Regions from separate parts of the Mus musculus genome. Here region 1 is linked to region 2. The links are chromatin contacts, called in public ChIA-PET maps. All regions are on one chromosome and are shown on one strand. The core of a region is the stretch at or near the end of the contact, and the rest is flanking DNA. Distances in the headings are between cores, read along the strand shown.

Region 1 (4,878 bases), core at 1,520-4,019, 410 kb before region 2:
TGGGAAGGTTCGCCCCTACCGAGCTTTTCTTCCTGTTACCACTGCTGTGCGCTGTAAGAACAGATGTTTGGCTTTGCCCGAAGCACGCGCTGCTTTAAGTAACCGGCAGATGTGTTCAATCTGTGATCCACATTGAAGAGGCAAAAGGAGAACTCTTTAATAACTCACAGCTTTTAGAACAAAATCCATTCAAACAAATATGAAATAGAAGGAGCTTGCGAATGCTTTAGGATTTCTGTGAGAAGGCATGGGAGATGCTCCCAGTAAGAAACAGGCAAGTGCATGCGTTTTCTTTTTCTTCAATGTTTGTGCTCAAACTCTGCTTAGGATCTTTTCTACAGTAGCAAAACAGTATGGGCGTGATGTGCATGCCTGTAAAACCAGTGCTTAAGAGGACTGGGAGTTTCAAGCCAGCCTGGGATCTTGTCTCCATGAGATCTTGTCTCAAAAACACAAAATAAAAGGAACCACCACCACACAATAAACTGTGAGATTATGCAATATATGTACATACATATATACAGACACACATATATATCATGTATATGATATATGTGTGGAATCCAGGTTGAAATAAAAATCTTAAGGTGGAGGGGGACTGTCTGGGGAAAAGAAAGAGCACTCAGGGAAGAGGAAGAGGGAAGATGAGAGAGAAGTAGGAAGGAAGAGACACGAATGTGATCAAGTTACATTCCACACGTGTGTGAAAAATGTCACAGCCAGACTGGTCATTAATTAGCAACTAATATATGCTGGCGCAGTTTATTGGAAACAGACACTGCCAGTCAGTCCTCTTGGTTTCTTCGGTGCTGTAAACCCACACGCATCCTTTACAGCCCCTTGTGCAGCAACAGTAAGTACAGCACACTTTATCTCAGTGCCTGGGTTCAGGAAGCGCCGCAAACTCTGTCTTATTCTATGCAGTATTTCTTTCCCAAGCTGTTTGTGGAAATTTGGCCAGGTTTTATCTACATTCCTCATTCTCAGTGGATGGTAAGGAGACAAGCTCCCAGAATGAACTAGTCTTGGCTTTGAGTCCCTCGTCCTGTGACAGGATAATAATAAGACCGCTGTGCTAGGAGGTGGGGAAACACAATTTGCTTTCTACATATTTCTGAAACCCTCAGGAAAAGGAGGCAAGGGTTTTTCATCAAGTGTTGTCAAGTGGATCATTAGCCAGCCAGCCCTGAGTGTCATCAGCCCATTGGGCTTCAAAGGTCCTGGAAATCCCTGTTTATCTCTCTCTCTTTGCTGACCCATGTGCTCCCATCCAAACCACAGAGCCAGAACACTGCTGGGCCTATGGTGGGGTTTCATAGGCTTGGCTCTATGCTCCAGTATGTCAGCTAAGGTGAAAACAGATTCAATGTGATCACACTGGGAGGAGGGATAAAGAAAGGGGCCTGGAGACCCTAAGGGCACCTTTGGGGTAATTGTTAAGTTTCAGACCCAGGACAAGTGGCTGAGGTGCCTACTTAACCTTTCAAATTGGATCAGGCCTCCAGGTTCTCCCAGTATCCCTCAGTTCCTACCTGTTACAGCATATGGCTGACATACCCCGTCCTCTACCATGAACTTTCAAGCCCAGGGGCTAGGCTGTTCTTCCCCCAGAGGCTCTTCCTTACATAATCCAGACATTTTGGTTACCTGCCCCTTCTTTTCTTCTGCACCTTTGGCCTCCTGGCTGATGTACCGGGCTCCATTCCACTCTCTCCCTTCCCCTCCCCCTCTCACCAGGAGGTTCAGGGTCACAACCACTCTGGACTCTCCCAGATGTGTCAGCCTCTGGCTATGCTCTCCCACATCTCTATAATAAACTTTCTCCTTCACCATACTGAGGAACTGTCATGTCTTTCTCCTTCCTCCCTTCCTCCCTCCCTCCCTCCCTCCCTCCCTCCCTCCCTCCCTCCCTCCCTTCCTTCCTTCCTTCCTTCTTTCTTTTCCCCCCTCACTACTGGCATAAGCTTTGGATTTAAATAGAGGAGGAACCGAGGCAGGAAAACAGGGGTGTGCATAATCAAACATCCAATCAGTTGGTCTCTGTCTTATTCTAGTGAAGGGTTTTGAAGAAGTCCTTCCTTATGGCTGTCATGACTTAAAGGCATCAAATGGCCCCCACACGATCATTCTAGGGTACAGCCTGACTTTCATGGGTAATTATTCTCATCTTTGGGCGTGGCCTCTCTGTCTGGTGGTCTTCTGCTGTGCTGGGAATCCAAGATGACTTCTGGAGGTCAGATTAAGGACATTGATTTCTGTCTCTGTCTCTTTAGCCTGGAGACAGGGACCAAAAGAAGGCAGAGGTGCTCGGCTTTCATTTTTTAGTTATCTTGAAGGCCCAAGGGGAAAAACCAAAAACAAATGTTTGCTTTTTAACAAAACAACTTCCAAGAGCACGTTTTAGCCCCGCCTCCTCTGGGGGTACCAGCTGCTTCTTTGGTCACTTTCACATCTTTAACACAAAGGGCTTCTTTCTTTCTCAACCCGGGAAGTCCCAACCCCGGAAGTCCCGACCCCGGAAGTCTGACTCTGGCTTCTAACCAGTTCCAGGTGATTCTAAGTAGGGCCTCTGTTAGCTTTCCAGGATCCAAACAAAGCAAATTCCTTTCTGTTCCTGAGGATCCCTCCTACTGTGGTTTGGATGTAAAAAGTTCCCTTAGGTTCATATATCTGAACACTTCGTCCTCGGCCGGTGGGGCTGGCTTGAAGGACTGTGAAATCTTAAGGGAGAAAAGTCCTGCTAAAAAGAGTGGGTCTCTGAGGTTTCATAGCCTAGCCCACTTCCTGTCCAATGTCTGCTCTCTGCTGGCAGGCTCAGCACGACCAGCAACCTCATGTGCCTGCTACCATGTTTCCCTCTCCTTGATGGAGTAGATGCATCTCCTCTTAGAGTGTGTGTCCAAATAAATCCTTCTTTTCCCAGGTTGCTTCTTGACACAGGTATCTGGTCATAGCAACAAGTCACTAACCCCTTCCCCCTATGGATTCTCCTTTCAGTTGTTTTCAATCTTTATGACACGCCTCATCAAGTCTTTTCATTTGTCTTACCCTTTTTAAAAAAATCTTATTCTTTGATCATTGTGTGCACGCATGGTATGTCTGTGTGTGTACATGCCACGGGGAGCATGTGGAGGTCAGAGGACAACTTTACTGATTTCTCTCCATCCACCTTAAAAAAAAAGTATGTGTATGACTATTTTGCCTGCATGTATGTCTGTGTCTCACATGCATGTCTGGTGCATGTAGAGGCCAGAAGAGGGCATCAGATCCCCTGGAAATGGGGGATCCAATTGGTTGTAAACCACCATGTGGGTACAGGGAATCTGACCAAGGTCCTCTGCAAGAGCAGCCAGGGCTCTTAACGGCTGAGCCATCTCTCCATCCATCTTCCACTTTGTCAGTCTTTGCCTACTGAGCCATCTCTCTGGCCCACTTTCCTTGTTTTCTTCATGTCAAGACATAATCAAAACTGAGTTGTCTCTCTGCTCTCCTCTGTCTCATGTGTTAGTTGTTGTACAAGCTTTCCTGTCTTGCCAGTTCCTGCCTCTGAAGGCAGTAGAGAGTACCAAAGTCAAACCTGGAATTGAAGGTTCCCCTCACTGTTTCCCCATGCCACATATTCCTTCAGAGCCTAATTTCTTATCAGTGCATTGATATGTGAGCCTGGGCAAGACCCACTGGCTGGCTGCATTGTAGCCTTGACAGGGGCCATACGGCTTTTCCCCCATCTACAGAATACAAGTCTTGCTCAAAGGTCCTACTGAAGCATGTTTACCCTGGACCCTAAGCAGAGGTAGTCAGTATCTCCTATGCTCAGCAGTGTGTCGTCCCTTATGCTTCTAGAAAGCCAAGTAATACATGGGTTTTCATGCTGGTTGCTAAGCTTAAGTCCCTGGCCCATGGAGTACAAGCAATGTTATTTGTTGACCTGTCACTCACCCACCCATTCATCCTGGTTATCATTCTGAGACAGTCATGTACACAAACCTGAACATCACTGAACTTCCATACGGAAGCACCCATGCGTGTCACAGGCACTACACAGACACTGTAAATCCCAAAGACACCCAATACTCTGCTGCTGCTCTGGGTATGTGATAAATTGTGTCTTTGACTGTTTTTCTTTGAAAGTTCTGGGGCTCATTAACCATTGAGTTGTTGTCTAATAAATATGTTGAATAAATGAGCTGACTCCTAGAAACCAATGGGAGGCTGTGTTGGGGTCTGTCTCCCAATTGTAAAGGTATCAGTTACAGATAGTTTAAAATACTCTACCATACAAAGCATTTTCAGCATAGATGTGCACACACCAGCACAGCCCAGCAGAAGCATGCAGTAGTACTGTAGGAAGGCAGTCCCGGACACCACAGTATGTTTCTGCTGTGACTGAGCCTTGCGAGCCCCATGTGTGACCGTCATAAGCCAACTTTGCTGAGTTGGATCTTTCCTCTCCTCTTCATGTGGGTTCCATGATGACTCAGGCCATCACACTTATGTAGCAAAATCTTTTACTGGGTGAGCCACTTTGCTTCCCTCCTCCCCAAGCTATCCTTTGCATACACCATGTGTGTCACAGAATCTTGTTCACCTACCTTCAAACCTTGTATGTCCAAAAACAGATGATAGAAGACCTGGGCAGATCCTCTCAGTGAAGCCACCTTAACACCTTAAATGTCCCAACCTTGAGGTGAAGTGCTCACTCAATGGCAAAATGGCCTACGTGACAATAACCATAAGATCACAAAGGCCCAGTTTGCTTTAAAGTCTTTATTATCCTGAATATAAAAGACAGAAGTCCTCTAGGATATAACAGAGTTTTTTTTTTTTTAAATGTGGAAACATTATTTTTTTTACAAGTGAAAAAATAAATACCTCTTG
Region 2 (5,026 bases), core at 2,216-4,715:
GAGAGAGAGAGAGAGAGAGAGAGAGAGAGAGAGAGAGAGAGAGAGAGAGAGAAAGAGAGAGACCTCCGACAATGATGTGGTGCTGAATCTTCTGGGTTTGCTCTTTAGTGGTAATCCACTCCCACTAAACCCTCATGGATCACTTTGTCTGCAGTGAAAGTCTGTTGCAACAGGGTTTCTTTCTTTCTTTTTTTTTTTTTTCCCCACTGTGAATGTCAAAAAGTGCTTCTCGCAGGGGCACAGAGAGGAACCATGCAGGCATTTATTATTACTCATCTTCTGACTTAGTGGGTTTGGGTGGGACCCTAAGAGGTTGCATGTCTAACAAATCGCCAAGGGATGCTGATGTTGGTTTCGGGAATGCTGCCATAGGGGACTTCTCAGCAGCTGTGATTCATAGCACAATGTCTCACCACCAGTGCTCTCCCTGCAATGAGGTAATGAACTCTTAAATCAACTCTCAGACAATCCCGGCATCAACCCTAGGCCAAGAGCCTCCAGTGTTCATGCTGCCTCCACTTTAACTGTACTTAGAGCTTTTTCATTTGCCATTGCATCTTCTTTCTGGTGATTACTATTCACGTTCTCAACACATCACGTCACATGCTTCTGTTCCATGCCTTTGCTCATCCTCATCGAACCCTTGTGTGCAATGGTGGTCAGTTTCTCTCTAATTACATTTCAAAACATGTATTTATTTATTGTGCGTGCGTGTGCATGTGTGCGTGGGTGTTCGAGGACAACATTTGGGAGTCTTTTGCTGCCACGTGACTCCTGGAGAATTAGGATTGGTAGAAAGTGTGCCTCTATCCACTCCACTGAGCCATCTTGCCAAACCGTCTAATTTCATTTTTTTAAAACTTCATTTTGGGGCTGAGATGGCTCAGTGGGTAAGAGCACTGACTGCTCTTCTGAAGGTCCTGAGTTCAAATCGCAGCAACCACATGGCTCACAAGTATCTGTAATGAGATCGGGTGCCCTCTCCTGGTGCGTCTGAAGACAGCTACGATATACTTATGTCTAATAATAAATAAATATTTGGAAAAAACTTTTTAAAATATAAATTTTCACTTTAAATGTTTTCACATGTATTAAACCTGGCTAAGGGAGCCCATTAAACACCGTGAAATACAAACCCAAAATGCAAATAAACAGTGGCAGTCAACATAGATATAATTGGCCTGAGTTTGTGAAGCTGTGGTTTTTTTCTCAATAACTTGAAACTATTTTTTGTATGTTTTGATGTTATGCTAAAATTCCTTACTTAGAATTACCTCAGTAAATCCATAACTTATTGTAGACTAATTCAATTGAATTAAATAAAAATAGATTTAATAGCTCCTAGTATCTTATCTGTGTTTCCCGAATTTGTTGGCTATTATGTTACGTGTGGTCACTCACTTTGCAGCAGGTACTATTCTGCATAGAAAAGCACTCAAACCGGCAGCACGGCCCATTCTTAAATGAACTGACTCAGAAATGAGATAAAAGGGGGGACAAATTGATGTGCTAGCCATTTCTTTCTCATCACGGGACTCGATACTTGAGCAGAAGCAATGTAAGGGAAGAAAGATTTATTTGGGCTCACGGTTTAAAAGGGTACAGTCCACCAGGAGAGAGAAGACACAAGAGTCCATAGCAGGAGTGTGCAGCTGAAACACCTCATGCCACCAGGAAGCCAGGAGAGACAAGAAATGGGCCAGAGCTATAAGGCAAGAGTGCCTCCCCAAAATGACACAATCTCCTAGAGATTCTACAACTTCCCAAATCAGCTCTCTAAGCTGGCACCTGTAAGAAATTAATAATAATAATAATAATAATAATAATAATAATATAATGGTTAAATTTGAAAAGTGCTTTGATGCTCATTTAGAAATGAACAGAAAACACTATATGCCTGTTGTTACCCTCTCAACTCAACAAAAGAGGTTAGAGTAGAAAATTACTAACAGCACAGCTTGCCTAAGGACCTGCAGATGTGCTAAGGTCACATGGCTGGTCAACTTTAAAATAAACGGAATGTGAAGTGCAGAGATGAACACAGTCACAGTCTTTGTTGAAAATAGACAAATATAAGCAGCAAAGGAGATGAAAAACTTAGGGGAGAAAGATGGAACCCAGATGATGCACAAGACTGGATCCTCCTGGTTATTCAAACAAAGACTAAAGGGGAAAAGGGCCCTGCTTTGGGGTTGCAAAAGCTGTTCTCGATGCTCAGCGGGCCTGCCATTCTGGGCTGGTGCCTGGCTTTGCCAAGTGGCAAAAATGAATTGCCACACTTACACTACTCCAAGTCTACGGGGCTCTTATTATGAAGTGAGGGTCCATATTTCTCACACAAGAGAGTTCAAGCATATAAATCTGTAGAAACAATTTACGTGCAAACCCTAGCAGGAAGCTAACTCCTCGATTCTATTTTGATACAGCTAATGAAACACATGACTAATATTGATAGAGAAGCTGAGCTCCTGATACTGAACCTCTTATAACCTTGACCATCTTGTCATTTAAAAAAGAGGGTGTCACCCTGGTAGCCAGTCTTAAAGCAAAATGAATCCTCATTTTGGAAGTCTGCACTCAAGGAAAAAAAAAAGCATGACTAAATATCCAACTTCCTAGCTCAGTAGTCGTCTTTCCTGAGTAGAAAAGGCTCGGAGTGTTTTAATCCCCTTTTCCACGTGGAAGGGCTGGGGATGTCACCCACTGCCAGAGTGCTTGTCTAGTATGCCACAAAGGATGCTTGAGATGTCCCGGGGACAACGCGGTGAAACAACTGAGAGGAAAGGAAGGGGGCAAGCAAAAACAGAGGAGTACCCTACAATAGATGACGGCTAGACTAGCCCAGGGAAAGTGCATAGAGAGGAGGAGGAGTCTGTGCACGTAGTTTTGGGACAGAAGGGATGAAAGGAAGAAAAAAGGTGAGCAACTGCTCTGAGGATAACTGAAAGGTTGAGAAAAGATTGACGCACAGAATAAAGAGGGTTGGCTCAGTGGGAGAGCCTTGGTATGCAAGAAACCGAGTTCCACCCCCACAAGGGGGCAGAGGAGGGGAAACATGGCTTTGGCAACATGGAGAGATGAAGGGCACAGAAATTTGACGGGGTCAGTCAAAGATCTAGAGTGGGCAAAGTAAGGGTTTGGAGACAGGTGATCATCACCGACAAACCCCAATACGGAGTACCAAAGCAGTGTTGTTATAGGGAGGCGCAGCCACCCAGGAGATTCCCGCAGCGCTCTTCCGACCTTCGAAAGCCAACCAACCCTTCAACTAAAGGATGCAGGGGCCTGAAATCATCCTTCCAAGAAGCAGTCATAACCTTGGAGAAGGCCGGCTTCCCGCCCTGTCTGCAGAGCGGGCGAGCGCGCTCGCGAAGGCCCCGCCCCTCGGCGCCGCGCGAGCCTCCCCTGAGCGCCGCACTGCGGCTGCGCCGGCCGGGCGCGCGGAGGGGGGCGGGGACGCGGAAGGCGCGGCGGCCGGGGAGGCTGCGGCGGCGGCGGCGCGGTGAAGCGAGAGCCGACGCGCGGGGCGAGGGGACGCCCGACGGCGTCCGAGGGCGCGGTGGCGCGAGGCCTGAGGGAGGGGACGCGATGCTGGAGACCCTGCGCGAGCGGCTGCTGAGCGTACAGCAGGATTTCACCTCCGGGTGAGTACGCGGTGGGCGGCCGAAAGGGCTCCCCCACGCGCGTGGGCGCGGGGCTGCCGTCCGGTCGGCGCGCGGAGACAACGAACTTCCCGGTGTCCCGGCGGCGGCACCGAGTCACTTTGGTCGCAGCGGGAGGGATGCCCTCCTGCCCTGTCGCGGGGCAGCTCTGCTTGACGGGGCAGGATGGTCACGTGAGAGGCTGTGTCCTCTGCTCTGGAAGCCCGCCGGCCTACCCCGGGGCAGGACTCACGGGCCCCCGCCTTCCCCTCCTCTTTCAGCGGGGACACCGGGCCATTCGGCCCGATCCTTGACCACCCCTTCTCCGGCCTTCTCTGCCTTTACCCTGGTTTAACACCGTGACGGAGGAGCTGGGCCCAGAGGGACAGAACTGGAGCGGAGCTGTTCACACCCGGAGTTGCCTAAACTTTGGACGCCCCCGGGAACCTTTCGCAATCTCCTGGCTCTCGCCCTCTCTGAGCTTGGGTTAAGCTGGAATGTCACGGGATTCCGATGTGCTACAAAGTCGGGGAACTTGAGTGGGTACCAGGCTGCCTAAAGCACTATTGTAGGATTTTACCTCTTAACCTGACTGCGAGTTACCGGGTCTCTTGTCTCTGCTTACTGTACTGTAAGATAGTGATGGTGCTTATCTCGCTCGCAGTTTAATGGGACTATTAGTGGCTGTGTTAAATAGGCAGGAAGCACTGTTTGTATGGCTTTTCGTTTATAATTCCTTTTATTGCTTTACAAAAAGTCACGTTGTAAAGAATCTGCCATCCCTCTGGTTTGTTCAGGCTTTTGTTTTGAGACAGCGCCTCACAGATACTTTACCCTAGATCAGACTTGAACTGGTGGGAATACTCCCTGATTCAGCTGCCCCAATGCAACGTGATTTCAGGCATCCACCACCATCCCCCCCTGCTGGTCTGTCATATGTTTGGCGAATGTTCCTGATGTGAGGGCACCTTTGTCATAATGCTATACTTTAATAATTAATGGGAAAAATGACAGCCGATCTCCCATCTCGTGGAACAAAAAAACTGCTTTATACCATTTGCCTGTTGAATAGTAACAAGCTGTCAGATACTTGAAGGTGTCCAATGTATATAAAGCATTATTGATGATTTTAGTTTTGTGGTCTTGTCAATATCGATTATGGGCGCCTAAGGAATTATTCAGTGATGAGGTTTTTTCATGGTTGCTTTTTTTTTTTTAAATACAGGTTTAGGAAGAGTAACTTCTGGTTTTAAGTGTAAACTTTAAAAACTTTGGTGTATTGTTGTAATAACTTGCTTGTAGCACGAGAGTGGCCTTGACTAACACCCACTTGAATACTCTTCTGTTACTCCTTCAAGGAATTTTTGGGTGTCTCTGCAGTCCCT

What was found. ChIA-PET counts read pairs in DNA pulled down with a chosen protein or histone mark.
Region 1: a contact with region 2 is called in an RNA polymerase II ChIA-PET map of memory CD8 T cells, with 10 read pairs. The contact joins the enhancer-like site here to the promoter of Dtnbp1 in region 2. A contact is called at or near these places in 1 of 39 promoter capture datasets (embryonic stem cells), 1 of 15 datasets of contacts at CTCF or cohesin (the NIH/3T3 cell line), 1 of 484 Hi-C or Micro-C datasets (bone marrow-derived macrophages), 15 of 115 datasets of contacts at active chromatin or transcription factors (the 230-238 cell line, bone marrow-derived macrophages, effector CD8 T cells and 11 more) and 3 of 9 other capture datasets (adipose tissue, macrophages and pancreatic islet).

The regions. Positions count from the first base shown.
Region 1 is chr13:45,411,897-45,416,774 of GRCm38.p6, reverse strand. Mylip (myosin regulatory light chain interacting protein) reads right to left here. Exons shown (of 7, transcript NM_153789.3): 7 at 4,835-4,878. Among named protein-coding and RNA genes, the nearest start is that of Mylip, 25 kb to the right of the region's middle. Within about 2 kb of position 2,769, at least 25 of the 459 cell types and tissues checked have an H3K27ac peak or open chromatin away from gene starts, as enhancers often do. A contact at or near this core is called in memory CD8 T cells, where this site is marked.
Region 2 is chr13:45,000,535-45,005,560 of GRCm38.p6, reverse strand. Dtnbp1 (dystrobrevin binding protein 1) reads left to right here and starts at 3,465. Exons shown (of 10, transcript NM_025772.4): 1 at 3,465-3,644. The coding sequence starts at 3,589.